Regions from separate parts of the Mus musculus genome. Here all the other regions are linked to region 3. Evidence: chromatin contacts called from public HiChIP or PLAC-seq data. All regions are on one chromosome and are shown on one strand. The core of a region is the stretch at or near the end of the contact, and the rest is flanking DNA. Distances in the headings are between cores, read along the strand shown.

What was found. HiChIP or PLAC-seq counts read pairs in DNA pulled down with a chosen protein or histone mark.
Region 1: a contact with region 3 is called in a FOXA1 HiChIP or PLAC-seq map of pancreatic cancer cells. The contact joins the enhancer-like site here to the promoter of Med15 in region 3. A contact is called at or near these places in 1 of 39 promoter capture datasets (the C10 cell line), 3 of 484 Hi-C or Micro-C datasets (embryonic stem cells and pro-B cells), 1 of 115 datasets of contacts at active chromatin or transcription factors (pancreatic cancer cells) and 1 of 9 other capture datasets (embryonic stem cells).
Region 2: an H3K4me3 HiChIP or PLAC-seq map of the SCID.adh cell line shows a contact between it and region 3, with 11 read pairs. The contact joins the promoter of Crkl here to the promoter of Med15 in region 3. A contact is called at or near these places in 3 of 484 Hi-C or Micro-C datasets (CD4 T cells, natural killer cells and uterus), 5 of 115 datasets of contacts at active chromatin or transcription factors (the SCID.adh cell line, effector CD8 T cells, embryonic stem cells and 2 more) and 2 of 9 other capture datasets (liver and pancreatic islet).
Region 4: a contact with region 3 is called in a FOXA1 HiChIP or PLAC-seq map of pancreatic cancer cells. The contact joins the promoter of Tmem191c here to the promoter of Med15 in region 3. A contact is called at or near these places in 1 of 39 promoter capture datasets (liver), 1 of 484 Hi-C or Micro-C datasets (CD4 T cells), 1 of 115 datasets of contacts at active chromatin or transcription factors (pancreatic cancer cells) and 1 of 9 other capture datasets (liver).

The regions. Positions count from the first base shown.
Region 1 is chr16:18,193,629-18,198,473 of GRCm38.p6, forward strand. No RefSeq gene overlaps it. Among named protein-coding and RNA genes, the nearest start is that of 4933432I09Rik, 18 kb to the right of the region's middle. Within about 2 kb of position 1,538, at least 123 of the 459 cell types and tissues checked have an H3K27ac peak or open chromatin away from gene starts, as enhancers often do. A contact at or near this core is called in pancreatic cancer cells, where this site is marked.
Region 2 is chr16:17,449,553-17,453,940 of GRCm38.p6, forward strand. Crkl (v-crk avian sarcoma virus CT10 oncogene homolog-like) reads left to right here and starts at 2,433. Exons shown (of 3, transcript NM_007764.5): 1 at 2,433-3,236. The coding sequence starts at 2,926.
Region 3 is chr16:17,721,353-17,726,179 of GRCm38.p6, forward strand. It overlaps Med15 (mediator complex subunit 15), which reads right to left and starts at 1,595. Exons shown (of 18, transcript NM_033609.3): 1 at 1,404-1,595. The coding sequence starts at 1,471. It also overlaps the pseudogene Gm6048.
Region 4 is chr16:17,273,934-17,278,646 of GRCm38.p6, forward strand. It overlaps Tmem191c (transmembrane protein 191C), which reads left to right and starts at 2,367. Exons shown (of 10, transcript NM_177473.3): 1 at 2,367-2,535; 2 at 2,701-2,824; 3 at 2,904-2,954; 4 at 3,029-3,106; 5 at 3,261-3,317; 6 at 3,409-3,468; 7 at 3,595-3,659; 8 at 3,736-3,808; 9 at 3,918-3,958; 10 at 4,039-4,713. The coding sequence starts at 2,381. The coding sequence ends at 4,243.

The DNA of each region.
Region 1 (4,845 bases), core at 288-2,787, 470 kb after region 3:
GACACCATGTTTCCAGGAATCCAAACCAACCGTACCCCATGCACAGGCACACACAGCCCTCTCTGTGTCTCCAGCCCTGGTGTGTCCCTTGGAGCCACAACTCCCATTCCCCCCACATTGCCTTACCCTCCCCCCCCCACCCCCTACCCCCACTCCCACCTCACCCCTGAAGAGAGGAGGAGCCTCCAGGGTCACAGCAGGGCTCCTGCCCCACGTGTTTGTCCAGTCCTGTGTGGTGACTGTCTCCAGAGAGCCCGACCCAACAGGAACAGAGGTGGGAAAGACTGTGGGGTGGCAACTAGAAACCCCTTGTTCCTGAACTGGTGCTATAAGGAGATCCAACTGAAATTCCCCAGTTGGGAGGTGTCTGTCCTTACACACAAAGTCAAGGCACGGCCTAGGCACAGCAGTGTGGCAGTCCTCATAGGAATCGGGGCCCAAAGTATCTGTATTGCCGGACCCAGGGAAGTAACTGCCATGGAGGGTCACAGAGCCCTGTGTCCAGTAGACAGGACAGGAGAGCCAAAACATGGCTGCAAAGGCCAGCCCTTGCACAAGGGACCAGAAAGCACAAAAGCTGCGCCCCTCAGCCTGAGAGTTTGTCTCCCATCCTTCTGGGCCAGCTTCCAGCACTGAAGATCCACCAGCTTTCCTGGTTTACCATGTGCCCGTCACACAGCTCTGCTCAGGCTCAGGCAGGCCAGAGACAGTGCTCACTTCACACCTTCCCCTCCCACACAGTTCTTCGGAATACAGTGGCCACTGCCAGCAAGGACCCCTGGGAAATCAGCTGATGCCAATAAACCTCCCTCGGATACCGTAGGGTCCCCAGTGTACCATTGCTCTTCCACATCAACCAGTCCACCGCAGCTGTGTCTCGGAGCCCTCATCCATCAGAGGCGGGGTCAGCCCAGGGCTGCTTTCCCACAGCCTGTAGCCCACCCAGAGCTCAAACCCTCAGTAGTGCCTCTCAGCACTTGCCTGGCTCCATTGCTGGGGCTGCAGCTCATCCAGCATCATGGTCAGGAGTCGGGTACTGGCTGGGCTTGCCACCCGCCAGCCTGACATTTCCAAATAGGCTAGCAGTGCTTTGTCAGCAGGCAGAACACGCACTGTCAGCAGCTCCCCAGATACCAAATGCCAGTGTGGCTACCCAGGCATGGCAGGATGAGGCCTGGACTGGGCGTGGGTGCAAGAGCTGTGGACGGGAGTCCTGGGGCTGCCCTGGGGAGAATGAGCTGATCTTTGCCAGCCAGCCAGCTCCAGTCTTTTCTGGCCAAAACCCCGCAAGGCTCCACCCTTCCCTCTCTCATAACAGGTGTCCACCGTAGCCCTGGGTGGGCCTCAGCACCCAGCAACTCTCGTTGGACTGTATAGCCTGCTTCTCCCCAGGTGTCTGCACGGTCTAAAAATCAAAGCCACGGCTACCCCAAGAGTCCCAGCATGGGCTTTAGGGAGCATTTCCTACCACATTGCTGGGCCCAGCCTGGACAGCCAGCTGGGACTGGGAGAGCAGACAACAGCCAGCTCCATGGGCCCAGGCAAGTCTATTGAAAGAAAACGTGGGTGAGGCCAAGCCCCGCCCACAGCTCCACAGTTCCCTGGAGGGCCTCACCCACCAGCAGGTTGGCATTCAGGGTGGGGAAGCAAAGACAGTGACTGGAAGATGAAGTGTGAATGACTCACGGGTGTCACAGCTCCTTGACTTTCAAGGAAGTTAGAATAGACTGAAGCCAGTCCTAGATTGTGGTAATTGCTCATAGCAGCGCGGGCCAATTAGCATGTGACTGAGGAAATGAAAACAAGACTTTTTTCTCCTGTTAAAATATTTCAATACAAAATGTAGGAGGCTCTGCTGCTAAATGGAGTCTGCCTGTGAGGAGGACACTGTGCAGGAGACTCACTTGGGTCCTAGTACACATGTCCCAGGAATATGACCCCTGCCAGTACATGACCCCAGGAGGACATAAGCCTGGGAGGAATTCACGTTTACTCCAGCCCACGTGGAGAGTGCCATCCAGTTCAGTAATTAACAGTCATATTGTGCCCGGTGATATCATCAGCTGGGGCAAATCAAGGGGGGGGGGTGAGATGGGCAGGGGCAGCTGGGGCAGCTGGAGCAGGTGGGGAGGTAAGATGGGCAGGGGCAGCTGGGGCAGCTGGGGAGGTGAGATGGGCAGGGGCAGCTGGGGCAGGTAGGGCAGCTGGGGAGGTGAGATGGGCAGGGGCAGCTGGGGCAGGTAGGGCAGCTGGGGAGGTGAGATGGGCAGGGGCAGCTGGGGCAGGTATAGATGGTAGAGCAGGTACTGCTGGGTAGCAAGATAATACCTGAGGATGTGAACTGATGGAGAGGAGACCTGGGTCTGCAGAGCAGGTGCTGGGCCCTGTTCCTGCTGTGGCTGGAGTGCAGCAAGGAAGATGGAGGCTTCTTGGTCTTTTGCTCAGAGTCCCCTCTTCCCCTGTGCCTCTTGGGGACTCCAGCACCTCCAATAAGGTCCGAGCAAGTGCAGAACTTTTATCAAAGGCTGTTCCTGGCAATGCCCTACTGTGGACTACCTCCCCACTTTTAGCAGGGCCTCATCTGCCTCTGTACCCATAGGAAGGTATTGGGGCTCTGGTGGTATAGTCCCCGCAGCTGGCAGCCCCAGCACTCCCTTTGTACTTGTGTCTTCCTTGTGACACCCCAGAGCTGGCAGAAGACTGACAGAAGCGAGCCAGGGCCCCTCAGCATACTGGGCACATCACCTCTCCCTCTCTGCAACTCTGCAGCATCTTTGAGCTGGTTACCATCAGCATCCCTGGGATCACAGTCACAACATATGAGTGGGAGGCTAAGTCACTGATCCCAACAGTTAGAACATAGCAGGGCCACCTTCTTAGAGTTGAGTCCTGACAGACAAGCTTACTGGGGCAGGACCCTGCCCAGCCTACCTTGTTCTCAAAGTCAGTTCTTCTTCTTGAAGGTCTTCTCAGGGCTGTGGATACCCACACTTGCTAACAGGGCTGCCAGGCCTAACTCAGGCCGATTGGTGGCTGATTGATGGGTAATTGTTTTACCTCTGAACAACCCAAGCCCCATAATTTCAAGGCATAAATCCCAGCCTGTCGGGCTTGGCTGACATGCAATGACACCCAGAATTAAACGGGAGCATAACAATTAACAGCCCATAAAAGTGTTTCTAACGGAGCTAGCCAGGGAGCACTACCAACAGGCTCCATCCCCTGGTGGGGATCCACACAGAGGCCATGTCCAGGAGGGAAGCGCTGCTCACTCTTCTCACCAACAGCTCCCACTCCTGGGATAAAATCACACCCTGGATTCAGCACTGCCCAGGCCCACACCCTGCTTGGGCGAGGCCCCTAAACCAGAGATCCTTAATCCTGCCACCCCCTCAGCTCCTGGTATGACAGGCACTATGAGCCCCCCCCCAACCCTCCCCAGTCATTTGGAGGTCACTAGTGAACATGTGCAGCCATATGCAGAGGTAGAAATCAAGAGCCAAACTCCAAGCGGCCCACAATGCCCTACCCAGTCATTCCCACAGCTCCATCTACCCTACCCTACTCTACCCTACCCTTGTTCCCAGTGTCACCATGCTCAGACAAGCGCTCATATTCAGCCTCACACCAGGGTCATTTTGGAGGAAACCACACTAAGAGAGGCCAGCAGGCTGTCCCCAGGACTCCCGTGCGCTTCACTCTTAGGACCATATGGAGGCCTACAGGGTCCAGAGCTCTTTTAGAGAATGTTCAGCCCACTCCTGCTCCTGCTCCTGCTTTTGACCTCTCTAGCACCTGCCCTCAGAGTTGCAAAGCTTGGGAGCCTCAGGCCTGGACAGCAGTGAAAACAAAGGTTCCTCCTTTCAGATCCCCACAGGGTCTCCAGCTCCGGAGCTGAGCTGGGGAGCAAGGCCTCTGAGAAGTGAGGAAACATGATTGACCCCAGTAGCTCCTGCCTCTGACGCTGAAGTCCCCACCGTCAAGGTGTCCTTGGGTTCGGCCATTCCTGTGCACAGAGGACAAGGATAGAGCTGGGAGCTTCCTAGGGACCCAGCTTGAGGTCCTACAGGTGAGTCAGTGACTCTCGACCCTGCAGCCAAGTGACCAAGGCTGACTAGGGCCCCTCATCACAGTGGACACTCAGCCTTGCCCTGTCAGTGACTCTGCAGTATCTTTAAACAGATCACCCTCTGCTGCCACATCTCAGCCTGTGAGGACAAAACCACGGGAATCTAGAGGAGCCTTGCCAGCCTGTTCCAAGGACATCATAGTGGCACATAGGTGTCTACTGTCCCCACCATGCACAAGTAGCAGAGCCTCCCAGATCCCCTCTCCATCCTGAAGGGTCCTGACACCGTAGGACTGAGGCTTCAGACCCATGGGTGCCACACTGCAGACTCTCGCTGCCTTGGCATAGCACCCATGCTGAGGCTCAGCTTAGCAAACACCTCGTCCCAGTGTTGAGAGCAGCACACAGCAGCTGCCTAGCTTTATCAGCACTAAGCTCTGTTGTGAAACTCTGTAATTGTGATTTTTGCTTTTCTACTAACAGTGTGGCTAGAATCCTGCTTCAGAATGTTCTGAGTCTTCGCAGGAGGAGTACTGCCGCAGGGCGCAGGGCAGACATAAGACTCCCCAATTCCTCTCTCCTGGGGTAATTTCAGGGAGTCTCTGAGAGCAGGCCATCGGGAAGAAGCTGGGGCAGGTGCTGAACGATGCGGAGGAAGAGCAGACATGGAGGGCAGAGCGGGAAGCACAGCACTGCCTCTCAACAGGGGACACATTGCAGATGAGTGGGAGGGATGTCCAGTGGCCAGACAGTGTCACAGGAACCTCTGGAGAGAG
Region 2 (4,388 bases), core at 1,183-3,682, 270 kb before region 3:
GTTCAAATCCCAGCAACCACATGGTGGCTCACAACCATCCGTAATGAGATCTGATGCCTCTTTTGGGTGTCTGAAGACAGCTACAGTGTACTTACATATAATAATAAATCTTTAAAAAAAATAAATAGGAAGAGAGTGGCATGAAATATCCTGTTCTAGTCATGACATGGTAGTGGCCCTCATGAACTCACAGCTGGTTTTCTGCACAGGATCAAGCCCATCTTCAGAATTCTCAGGAAAAAAGCCAGGTGTGTTGGTATGTGTTTGTGATATCAATGTTGGAATGCAGAGGCAGTTACAACTTTGCCATTCACTGCTTAGCCAGCCTAATCTACCTGGTGGGCCCTATACCAATGAGAAAGCCTATCTCAAAAACATGATGTTGCCTATGCTGGCTTCGAACTTTCCATCCTCCTGCTCAACCTCTGAGAGAGCTAAGATCATAAGCCTGTGTTATTTTTTCTTCTTTTTGTGGCAGGGTATTTTTAATGTACCACCACTGGCCTGTGTGTTAATATATAGACCAGGATGGCCTCAAACTTGGAACTAATTGAATCCTGCCTCTGCCACAAGAGAGCTGGGATTATACATGCACCACCAGAGCTGGCTAGAAGATAAGTCCTGGAGGTCTCATGGTGAGGCACAGAATGACTGAATAGCCCATCTAGTCACTGATTTGAACTTCAACCATGAGTTGAACTCAGTCAAATTAAATATCTGAGCTATACAAATTTCACTTGCGACTAGAGCAATATGAAAGCATGTTTTTATTTATGTGTGTGTTGTGTGAGTGCAGGCATGTGTATTACCACTCTACACAGAATTTTAGAGGACACCTTAAGTTGATTGTCCTTCCATCTTCAGACCCAGGGATCCAATTCAGGTGTTTAGGCTTGGCTGGCAAGAGCTTACTTCCTGAGACATCTTCCTAGCCCCCATGAAGCATCTCTGGTTATGCCAAGTTACAAAAAGGCACTAGACCTTGACATTTTCCCCTTCGCTTACTTACCACTGGGATGGAATCACCAGTTATTACCCTACAATCTAAGAATTGCTAAACATGGGAAATGTAAACGGCCAGAACAAGACTTTAGTGATAGAGATCTAAGTAGGAGTTCTCCTGTATTCCTCACTTTTGAGATTTCTCCCTCCCCTAACTTCCTCCCCATTTTTGTTGGGTTTCATAGAGCTCAGCTGCCTTGAACTCATGATCCTCCTGCCTCCATCTCCTAGTGATGGGATTATTGGTATGTGTCACCACCACTGGCTTGGGACATGCCTTCCTGTTTATCTAATTTGGGAATGCTATGACCAATAATCCAGCATCTGTTTTTGTGGTGATTTTTCACAATAGTCATTCATTTAACAAATTTCTGATCATTCAAGACTAGATGTGGATTTAAGGCAGGCAAAATATAGGTAAATAAGACAGTATTCTGTGGTATTAAAATTTCATCCTAGCCTGTTGGTGGTCAGAGTTAGTTCCAGGACAGCCAGGGCCACACAGAGAATTCCTATCTTGATAGATAGATAGATAGATAGATAGATAGATAGATAGATAGGCCGGGCAGTGGTGGCGCATGCCTTTAATCCCAGCACTTGGGAGGCAGAGGCAGGCGGATTTCTGAGTTCGAGGCTAGCCTGGTCTACAAAGTGAGTTCCAGGACAGCCAGGACTACACAGAGAAACCCCGTCTCTAAAAAACCAAACAAATAATTAAATAAATAGGTACTAGTCGGGTTGGAGGGAGAAATATGTCAAGGGAGGCAGAGCTGAAACTGAGCAACGTGGAATGGCAGGAAATGAACTGTTGCAGAGCAACAGGCTTCAGGCCAGACACAGGTGTTGCATTTCACTTGTTACACTTTACAGCCGGTAGTGTCCAGTCATCCTCACCAACACACTGTCCTCCTCGTAAAGTATTAGTCAAACTGATCTTCACCATCATTCCACGTGTACCAAGGAGGATCACCTAGGGCAGGCGTTATTTGATAGGTTATTCAGTAACCTATTTGATGGTCACCTCACTCCCTAGGTCATGCCCTTCCTGAGCCACCTGATTTACCAGGGCCTTCTGGCTCGCAATCATCTGACGGCCACGCCTTCTTGGCCGGACACTCAGCAACCACTCTACGCTTTGTTCACAGAAACAGGTTTTCAAAACGCTGTTCCCTCTCGGCTCCAGCTGTTTTCCTGCCAAGCCCGGGAAGCCTGACAGCAGCAGCTTCTCGGCGGCTGCTTTGCGGTCCAGGAAGGGCCTGACCCTCTGCCTCCTCCCGGAACGCGGGAGCCCGCGCGAGTGGCTCACGCTGGGACCCTCGCGAACGCACTCCTGATTGGCAGCGCCCAGTGACGTCAAAGGAAGGGCCTCCGCGGTGGAGGGGGTAGAGCCCAGCTCCGCGCGTGCGCAGATTGAATGCGCTGGACCAAGGGGGAGGTGCCCGGCTGCTTCTCCCGCGTCCGCCATTTTGTTGCTGTGGCTATTGGGAGCGGGCTGGGTAAGACTGCTCGGGAGGCGCGACTCTTGTTGGAGTGCGGTGCTTCGTGTGACCGCGGGGATCGGTGCAGGCTCTTGAGGCTGTGGAGCCGGCGGCGGGTTCCAGGACAGAAGTCACTGGAGCCTCCCCTGTACTCCGGCCAGCTGAGAAGCCCGAGGCGGCCTCCGCTACTGCTCAGCTTCGCCCACCTCGACCCCGGGGCTTTGCCCAGTGTTCCCGGACCGGCTCTCCGTGAGGCGGCCCGGTGCAGGAGGGCGGTGGCGGAGGATGCTGCGGGGCCCGGAGCCTAGAGGAACGTCCTGACCAAGCCCTCTGATTGTTCCTCGAAGTGTTCTGAGAGGCCCTTCCTCGACCCCAAAGCCGACAGCGGGTAAAGGCTTCCCAAGCAAGAGAGCCGCAGACGCCGCCCATCCCCGAGCCCAACACCATGTCCTCCGCCAGGTTTGATTCTTCAGACCGCTCTGCCTGGTACATGGGGCCAGTGACTCGCCAGGAGGCGCAGACTCGTCTCCAAGGCCAGCGCCATGGCATGTTCCTAGTCCGGGACTCATCTACCTGCCCCGGGGACTATGTACTGTCCGTGTCCGAGAACTCGCGTGTCTCGCACTACATCATCAACTCCCTGCCCAACCGCCGCTTTAAGATCGGGGACCAGGAGTTTGACCATTTGCCGGCCTTGTTAGAGTTCTACAAGATCCACTACCTGGACACTACCACCTTAATCGAACCGGCGCCCAGGTACGCGAGCTCCTGCCCTTCTCCGGTTCAGAACTTGACCGGATGCGAAGGGTCGGTCAAAGATTAAATTTTGGGGGTAGGGTAGGGGATAGAACTCCTTTTCCTCATTCTAAATCAGAAGACATTCGGATTATAAGGCCAATATCAGGATCTGGGTCATTGGATGAAAGGATGCATTTTATTTAGACATTTAGCAGTGCTGCTTGCATTGTTTAAATGCACCCCTAACCCCCCACATATATACACAGTTTTGCCACTTTACTTGACTGTAATACTAATGCAGAATGCTTATTAACGACGCTAAAAATATAGACTTCCTTGAGATTCTGAAGATAGCCATGACTCCTCCTTTCTCGAAATTCTTGTACACCATTTAAGGTTTTTGTAACTCCTGCATTTTTCAACTAACTTTAGGTTACAAAGTGGCCTTCGGCCTTTGGAATAATCCTTAAAATGGATCGAAAGTGTAGAAATCTCAGAATCTGATTCTCTAGCACTCATTTTTAAAACTGGGATTACCAAGAGAAGACAGTGGGATTATATTTGAAGAAATTTGTATCCTCACCGTTCCTTCCTCAGGGGTGGGAAGTGTATTTACCTAAATTCTACATTAATTCAATTTTAGTTTTTTTTTTTTTTGTAATTAAGTCTAGTGGTTTAACATATGCTTTAAAGACCCCTAAGTAGAGCTAGCTGAGATAGATACACACCCCTAGTCCCCTAAGGAAAGAGGACCTTGATTCCAAGTCAGACTGAGCTGTAGCAAGACCCTGTCTTAAAGAGAAAGATATTGATCCCCAAGTGTTCTCTTTTTCAAGTAAAATGCATTATTTTATAATTTGCTTTAATTTCCCTAACGAATATCATCAAATGATACAGTGTGAATTGAAAAGGTGTCTAGAGACTTTAAAAGATATTTTCCTGCCCAGTTTATTTCTAAGCTATTTTCTAAAAAAAGAATTAAAGGCTGATTTAGATTTTTCAGGGTGAGGCGACTTCATAAAGGTGAAATTTGCTCTGAACTTTGAAAATGAAAAGATACTATAATTAATTAAGGGCACCTACTTAAATCCAAAGAGTTTCTTCTTTAGGATAGAATAATGAAGGTGGGGTGGTTAACCGTTGCCAGACCGAGTGGATTTTAGGAAGTGT
Region 3 (4,827 bases), core at 345-2,844:
ATCCAGTTAGTCACCAATTGTCCACATATTCATTCCTCTTTCTCTGGAATCTGTCTTCCTCTTTCAAGTTCAGCACTTAATACTGGTCTTTATGATCTCTGCCAACCAAGTCTTCTACAATCAACTCATGAGACCATATGATCTAAATGAAAAAAAGACAGAACCCCCACCAACCCTTCCAAAGGAAAAAAACTCCCCAAATTGCCTATTTGGCCTCTCTTGGGTCCCTAATTCATCTCCAGGGACTCAGGGGCCTTCCCAACACTAATGCTGCACCACCTCAAGGCAGACCACGTGTAAAACACTGGAGGAAGGGCCGGGCAGTGATCCCAGCGCTTGGGAGGTAGAAGTAGGCAGATTTCTGAGTTCCAGGACAGCCAGGACTACACAGAGAAACCCTGTCTCGAAAAACTAAAAAACAAACAAACAAACAAACAAAAAACCACGGGTACAAGTTGTTTGCCCAAAACACCCAACACTAACCATGCCAGCATCTGCTCATCCTCATGATGTATCCTTGACTACTTTGCTTCAAAGACCCAGAACTCTCCACCTACAGCCGTCCATCCTGATGCTTTCACAATCATCTGCTGGGAATGGTGGCCTGTCACCCTCCTACTTTTCTCTCTAGAGCTCAATCTGTCACCTACTCGAGGCTGCTCCAGTCTACTCAACTGACACTTTAGCACCCACAAAAATGACTGAGCATTGGCACGACTGTACTGTTTCTTTACAGACAGACAGTACCAACCCTCAGGGGAAAAGCTGTGCCACAGGCAATTTTCTGAACACTTTAGGAAACTCAGTAAAATGGCTAAGTGCAACAAGCACTCTGCAGTGCTCCGTGGGCAGAGGGCATCCCTGCCCTTCACTCCCGAAGTTCCCACAGCTATTTCCTGCTACCCTTTGGCCAAGTTGACACACCTTGTGGAAGAAACCGGAGCACTCTTCTATTCCACTGCCTACAACCCAAACACATCAATCTTCCAATTTACCTTCCTTCCAGCCTCCTCCAACTCATTGATGTGGTTTTCGTTTTATTTATTTATTTTATAAAAGAAGCCACGCGGCACCCGTGTAAAATCTCTGGCTGCCTCATTCTCTTTCTATATTCGGTGCGAATCGAAGCAAAGGAAAATCTGCACACAAATGACGAGGCGGCTCAGGACGATGACTCACTAGCCAGGGCACTAGCTGGGTTTGCAGAGTTCCTCCCCAGAAAAACTAGCCAGCAGTCCCTGTCTGCCGAGAAAGGCCAGAGAGACTCCAGGAGGACCCTTGTACGTCCCCGGCACCCAGCGGACACCGCAGCTTCTGACCAGGGTCAAGAGCGGGTCTAGCCCGGCCTCACCCTCCCCGCCCGGAAGGTCCGACCACCGGTCCTTGCCCCAGGCCACACTCACATTTGGCTGACCAGCTTCTGCCGAAAGGCGGCGCTACGCCAGTCGGTCTCCTGCCCCGAAACGTCCATGCCCGGAGCCCCTACTCTTGTAGCCCGAGTCCCTACCGGCCACCCCCGGCGCCGCCGCCTCTACCACAGCGACAGGCCCGAACCCGGAAGCCGAGCGATCCCGCTACTGGGCCACGCCGGAAGTACAGGAAGAATTGTGGGAAATGAAGTCTTGCTTTTGTATACGCATGCGCGCCACAGAAAGAGAGAGGAAGAGAGGAAGGGGAGAGGGGGAGAGGGGAAGAGGGAGAAGGGGAGAGGGGGAGAGGGGGAGAGGGGGAGAGGGAGACACAGAGGGAGAGACAGAGATACAGAGGCGGAAACACAGACAGAGGCAGAAACAGAGAGAAAGACAGAAAAAAGAGACAGAAAGACAGACACAGAGACAGATACAGAGACAGAGAGAGACACACATGCGGACACATAGACACACACACACCACACACAGACACACATACAGAGTCTATGTATATTTTGTTGCCAGTGTTGGGATAATTGCTAATGTATAACATATTTTTGGTATTTTAAATAAATTTGGTATTTAAATATTGAGATTTTAATTTCTAACATATGTTAAGTGTACATAAGTATATGTACATTCTACAGTCATCAAAATAAAGCTAGTATTTCACCAACAAGCAATGTTAGGTTTAGGATCTCTGCTCATTGAATCATTAAGCTCCATATTTAAAAGGAAAGCAAAAGCATTATTTCTGTTAATGTTTTCTCTGTGGTTCATATTCCTTGCTTCTTAGTGGTGCATCCCTTAATACAGGACATTTTGGTCTAAGTGGATAATTGTTGCTGGGCTTATGTGTCTCGAGTTCACCTTTCAATGTTTATATGATTTAAGTTTAGAGTAGAGATTACAAGGTAACTAACCAATTTTGTAAGTCTTCATTTTTTCCAACAATATGTAAGGCCTCATTTTAGAACTTTGTTTGTCCCAGCACTTGGGAGGCAGAGGCAGGCAGATCTCTGTTGAATTCAAGGCAGCCTGGTTTACATACTGAGTTCCAGGACAACCAGGGCCTATGTAGAGACACATTGTCTCAAACAAACAAAAACAAACAACACCCAAAATGAACCCCAAAATAAATAAATAAATAGACAAATAAAGAAATAAATAAAATACATGTGTTTATTATTATAGAAGAAAGCACCCTTTAAAAAAAAAAACTTTTGGCCTTTGGAAAAGTCTTAAACACAAATGAATTAAAAACTGAGTGTCAGGGCTGGAGAGATGGCTCAGAGGTTAAGAGCACTGACTGTTCTTCCAGAGGTCCTGTGTTCAATTCCCAGCAACCACATGGTGGCTCACATCCAATGTACTGTTTTGGTGTGCCAGAATATCTGAAGACAGCTACAGTATATACATGAAATAAATAAATAAATAAATCTAAAAAAAAAAAAAAACCCCTGAGTGTGGGGGCTGGAGAGATGGCTCAGCCATTAAGAGCATTGATCTATTGCTCTCTTCTGGTGTGTCTGAAGACAGTTACAATATACTCATATACATAAAATAAGTAAGTCTTTAAAAAACTGAGTATGGGGGTTGGGGATTTAGCTCAGTGGTAAAGTGCTTGCCTAGCAAGCCCAAGGCCCTGGGTTCGGTCCTCAGCTCCGGAAAAAAGAAAAAAAAAAAAAAAAAAAAAAAAAAAAAAAAAAAAAACTGAGTATGACAAAACTTAAAAAGAAAATTCAAAACCACCAAGCATGGTGGTGCGTGGTGATGCATGGTGGTGCAGGTATGGTGCTGAAGACATGGTGGTGCATGGTAGTGCATGGTAGTGGAGGCATGGTGGTGCATGGTGGTGCAAGCATGGTGGTTCAGGCATGGTGGTGTATGGTGATGAAGACATGGTAGTGCATGGTGGTGCAGGCATGGTAGTACATAGTGGTGCATGGTGATGAAGGCGTGGTGATGCATGATGGTGCATGGTGGTGCTTGGTGGTGCAGGCACGGTGATGGTGATACAGGCATGGTGATGCAGGCATGGTGGTACACCACTTTAATCCCAGTCCTTGAGAGGCAAAATTTGGCAGTACAGCTGGAGAAAGCTAATTCAGGTTCTTTATCTAAATCTTTTTTTTTTTTTTTTTAAGAATAGGAAAGCCAGGCATGGTGGTACATGCCTTTCTTCCTTCCTTTCTTTTTCTTCCTTCCTTTTTTTCTTCCTTCCTTTCTTCCTGCCTTCCTTTCTTTCTTTCCTTTAAAGATTATTTATTTATTTATTTATTTATTTATTATGTATATGAGTACACTGTATCTGTACAGATGGATGTGAGCCTTCATGTGGTTGCTGGGAATTGAATTTAGAACCTCTGTTTGCTCCGGTGGGCCCTGCTCACTCCGGCCCAAAGATTTATTTATTATTATAAATAAGTACACTATAGCTGTCTTCAGACATACCAGAAGAGGGCATCTCAGATCTCACTATGGATGGTTGTGAGCCACCATGCAGTTGCTGAGATTTGAACTCAGGACTTTTGGAAGAAAAGTAGGTGTTCTTAACTGCTGTGCCATCTCTCCAGCCCCCTTTATCCAAATCTTAGATTCCCCAAGCCATGTAGTCAGAGACCTTCACACAGCGTGGAAGCTTCACACAGAGAGTGGAAGATGTCTTGCACCCATAAAGATTTCAATAGTGCATTATAAACAGAAAAGGCAGCTGCCGGTCCATGACAAAATCAACCCAACCACGTCAACATGGGTAAGCTCATGACCAGAAAGAGAAGGCGGTAACAGCTCAACGATAGTCAAGCCTTCTTCCTCGTGGTGACCTGGCACAGCGTGGTGAGTATGTGTAAGACTATCTCCAAGGCATATGAGAAGAATGAAGACGACTTCTTGTTCGTGGTGCATGCCTCCCAGGCGACATTCAGACCCACATTAGCCGTATAAGACAAGAAAAACGCCTAATGTTTGTTAAGCTCCTACCAAAGGGATGGGGAAAGGACCATTCCCAGTAGAGTCCAGGCTGTTTGCCACTTGTAGCTACACAGGCACCCACCTAGGGTATTAGGAATTCCTTGTCAGGCAGAACTAAGCTCCAGGCAAACACATTTAGCTTGGTAACTCACCTAAACTGGGCTACATTGTTTTCAAACTTTAGAAGGTTAAAAATAAAATACTTTACACTCTAAGTTGCCAATAAAACAAAAAACAAACAAAGAATAAGTTCACAAACCAACCTTGGTGGTGCACACCTTTAATCTCAGCACTTGGGAGGCAGAGAAAATCTGGTCTCTGTGAGTTTGAGACCAGCCTGGTCTACAAAGTGAGTTCCAGGGCAGCCAGGACTGTGACACAGAGAAGTCCCATCTCAAAAAACAAAACAAACAAAATAATAATTAATAATAATAATAAAACGTTC
Region 4 (4,713 bases), core at 1,117-3,616, 450 kb before region 3:
ATCAAAACCCACAGCCCTTCCTGTAAATCAATAATTGATGTCTTGGTGCGTGATACTGGGAATTGAACCTTGTGTGTGCAGGGATTCCATTGACCAATATCCCAGCCCATTCATAGCAAAAAGCACTCATTGTTTTTGTTTTTGTTTTTTTGGAGGGGCTGTTTGAGACAAAGTCTCACCCTGTAGCAAAGGCTGGCTATGAATTTGCAGCAGGATTCCTGCCCCAGGCTATCTAATGAAGCTGTAATGGTTTATTACAGCATCCAGAAAGTATGTCCTCTAAATTATGGAATAAATTAGCTTCTTAAAATCTTTAGAGAGATTATATCACCACAGAGTGTGAAAAGGTCCAGTGTGCAGTTAGGAGCACTTGTTGCTCTTCCAGAGCACTGACTTTAGTTCCCATCACCCACATAGGTGGCTCACAACTGCTGGAATTCCAGCTTCAAGGGATCTGATGGACTGCTGAGGCATTTGCACAGATGTGGTATACACACACACACACACACACACACACACACACACACACACACACAGAGAGAGAGAGAGAGAGAAATAAATTGAAGAAAATGATTAAGCAGGTTCCTAGGGAAGTAAGGGGTTGTGTCAAGACCAGCCTGGCTGCAGAATGAGACCCCTTGAGCTAACAGAACCCCTAGATCACAAAACTACATCCCTCCTTTTCTTACTCATACCACACAAGCCCAATCAAAGGTTCTCTAGAGCTGAAACCATGGAGAAAAGAGACCATCAGGCCACCCTAGCACCCAGGTCCTCCCAGGTCCTTCAGCACCACTCAGCACGGCACTATGCTAGGGAAAATCCAGCCACTGAGACCACGACAAAGTTTCATAGCACATGGGGGAGAAAAACATTAAAAATTTTAATTTTAAATGTTTTTCTCAAGCCGGGCACGGTGGCGCATGCCTTTAATCCCAGCACTTGGGAGGCAGAGGCAGGCAGATTTCTGAGTTCAAGGCCAGCCTGGTCTACAAAAGTGAGTTCCAGGACAGCCAGGGCTACACAGAGAAACCCTGTCTCGAAAAAACAACAGCAACAAAAAAATGTTTTTCTCAAAAGTTTAGCACTCCCTGCTTGGTCACTCAGAATCTAAGGTGAGGCACACCTGGTTTAGCCTGTAGTTACAGTAGTTACAGCTACTGTGGCTCTTAAGATTTATTTATTTTTATTTATTATTATTATTATTTTTTTTTTGAGACAGGATTTCTCTGTATAGCCCTGGCTGTCCTGGAACTCACTCTGTAGACCAGGCTGGCCTCGAACTCAGAAATGCGCCTGCCTCTGCCTCCCGAGTGCTGGGATTAAAGGCGTGTGCCACCACCGCCTGGCTAATTTATTTATTTTTAAAGACTTATTTATTTTTATTTATATGAGTACATTGTCACTGTCTTGAGGGCATCAGATCCCATTACAAATGGTTGTGAGCCACTATGTGATTTCTGGGAATTGAACTTATGACCTCTAGAAGAGCAGTCAATACTCTTAACCGCTGAGCCATGTCTTCAGTCCTTCTTTAAAAAAAAAAAAAAAAAAAAAGATTACACACACACATACACACACACTCACACACTATAGCTGTCTTCAGACACACCGGAAGAGGGTATCAGATCCCATTATAGATGGTTGTGGATCACCATGTGGTTGCTGGAAATTGAACTCAGAACCTCTGGAAGAGCAGTCAGTGCTCTTAACCATTGAGCCATCTCTCAAACCCTCTCATTTTTTCTTTCTTTTTTTCTTTGGTTTTTGTTTGTTTGTTTGTTTTTTCGAGACAGGGTTTCTCTGTGTAGCCCTGGCTGTCCTGGAACTCAGGCTGTAGACTAGGCTGGCCTTGAACTCAGAAATCCGCCTGCCTCTGCCTCCCAAGTGCTGGGATTAAAGGCGTGGGCCACCACACCCGGCCCTCATTTTCTTTTGAGTCAGGGTCTTGTTTAGACCTCTAGGCTGACCTTGAACTCTAGGTGATCTTGCCTCAGCCTCTAGTATTTTGGGATTACAAGGTACGGACCATCAAGTCTGGTCCTTCCTTAGAACTTTAGTAACTTTTTACCAATCAGATCTGGACTGTGATATTTTTGTTTTTTGTTTTGTTTTTCTTTTTTTTGAGACAGGTCCGCATGTAGCCTTGGCTAATTTCAAACTCCGTATGTAGCAAAGGATGACCTTGAACTCCTGATCTTCGTGCCCTCACACCTCCAAGAGATAGAATTACAGATGTGGGCAACCAAGCCCGGCTTTGTATACCTGAATTGGTCGGGCGTGATCCGTCTCGGTTGGGTTCGGGCGCCCTCTGCTGCCTATTGTGACGCGGGCCACCAAGTTACCCAGGCGGTGGAGGTCGGGGCGGAGCTCTGGAGCCATGACTGAGCCGCAGGAGCAGCTGCTGCAGCTGCAGAAGGACAACCGAGATGGCCGCCTGCGGAAGCAGGAGCTAGAAGAGCTGGTGCGTGGGCTGGAAGCCGAGAGCGAGAGCCTCACCGGGCGCCTGGAGGAGCTGCGGGAGCGCGAGCGCAGGTGCGAGGGCACCGAGGCCCCGGCAGGCTTGTTGGCAGTCTCGCTCCAGGCAGTGGGACCCTAGTCTGGAACTCTCAGGCTGGTGGCGGCTCCTTCCCAAAATATCTTGCTCCCTGGTTTTATCCCAGACCAATTCTCCGCCCCCTCTCCCCCTCCCCCGTGTAGCCTGCAGCGGAGACGAAGTCAAGCATCACGAGCCATTCGAGGCGAGGCATGTGAGGCGGCACGGGAGCGTGCGGAGCGGGCTCGTGGGCTGCTGGAGGCGGCGGAGCAGCACCGGCAGGACCTGGTGCGGGCAAGAGCAAGAGGCGGCTCCCGGGGTGGCTAGGCTGGAGGAGGGGCCTAGACAGCCTGGACCCTGTTCGCAGGAGCAACACAATCGGAAGCTGCAGGAACAGTGGGAGGAACTGTCCAGTCAGGTACGTGCAGTGTCTCAGATCATGCCCTAGTCCCCAAGATCCTTGAGCCAGGCACTCACGAGTTCGGTCCCCAGCTTTTCTACTATGGAGGGGAGCAGCTAAGTCAACAGCGAGCGGAGCAGCAACTAGGGAACCAGCTTGTGGCGCTGCAGGTACTTGGGCGGGGCTGTGGGCGGAGTATGGCTGTGGGCAGGGTTATGTGCATTTGTGGGCAGAGTATCAGCCTTCAAGGCCGGGGACCGAGCCTCGAGGCCCAGTGGTGTGCGAGGACTTCAGGTTCTTGACATCACTTGAATCCTCCCGAAGAAACATCTGGAGCTGGCGGAGGCCAAATTCAGCATGCAGGCAGAGGACCTGCGGCAGGTGCGAATGGCGCTGGACTCTGGGGGGGGGGGGGAAGGCGTGTGGGGAGGGCCTGTCATTGCGATGCTCATACCAAGCCCCTGGCTTCTAGGGTGCGCAGCGGACAGAAGAGGCCTGGGCCAGCTTCCAGGAGCAGAGTGGAGTCCTGCAGGTGTGACCCCTCGTTTCTGACAGCGGTTCTCTTTCGAATGCCCTGCGGCCTCGACTCTTTCTTCCTTACTCTCTGACTCGCGATGTAGCGCATCCTCTGCCCTGAATCCCTATTGCCATCCTTCAGGAGCTGCAGGGGAAAGTGATGGAGGCAGCAGCTGCGCTGGAGGCTACGCGCGGTGGCTCGGAACCGTAAGAATTGGGACTTGGAGGGCGTCGGAAGGTGCTAGGCCCAGCCTGGTGGCTCATCTCCGCGCCTGTCCTGCAGGTGGAACTCAGAGCCTCGTCCGGTGCAGGACTGCGCGGGCTCACTCATGGAGGAGGTGGCCAGGGCTGACTGCGTGAGCGTGGGCTGGGAAGCGCGGGCTGAAGCTGGTACCTGCCCACTAGATTTGGCTAGAGCCTAGCGGCTGCCCAGGCAAAAAACTGGATACAGCCCTTTCTCTGCAGGAAAAGCGACTGTTCGGTGGTACAGGCGCGGGAAGCCTCAGGTGAGTGGCTAGTGGGGGTTGGGCGGTCCGGGTTCCGGGTCCCAGAGCCACCACCCACCTGTCCGTTGGTGGTTCTGCAGGCTGTGGGCGCTGAGCGCACTGCAGACGTTGCTGCTGCTCCCGCTGGGTTTCCTGGTGCTGCCGCTGATTTACGTGGTGCTGGCGAAGCCTGACGCCGTTGGCCCGGGGCTCCAGAGTCTCGGCTCTGACGCGGTCTTCCGCCGGCTGCGCTACACGCTGTCGCCTTTACTTGAGCTGCGTGCGCGCGGATTGCTGCCTGCCTAGAGTGCATCATGTCGGCTTTGGCCGCTTGTACCTCTGTCTCCTTTGTGTTTTCTGGGTGCCTGCTTATATGAAAAGGGTGGGGGTGAAGTTCGTCTGTTCCGATATCACCTGAGTGCAGGGGTGCCTGTCTGTGGCGGGGCTGCTTGTGTCCAGGCCGCAGCCTGACCCCTCTAGGGGGCTCTTCTGAACCTGAGCTTTGGGTAGGATGGGTGTGGGTGCTGGCCTGTCGGGTCCCCTCCGTAGTGGGTGGATTATTTTCCCTGGATGCGGATGCACAGTTACTCCAGATCTACTTCAACGTTGGGGTTCCCTCTTGGGCAGGTTCGAGTTCGCCATACCTCCCTCACAGCATCTGAACACACCGGGTAGTGTATGCTTGCCACCGTGGGCTTTGTGGGGAACATGCAGTAGATAAGGATTGCCCTGCTGAGTGGAAATTAATCTGGGTTGAATTTCCAATAAACTCTAGA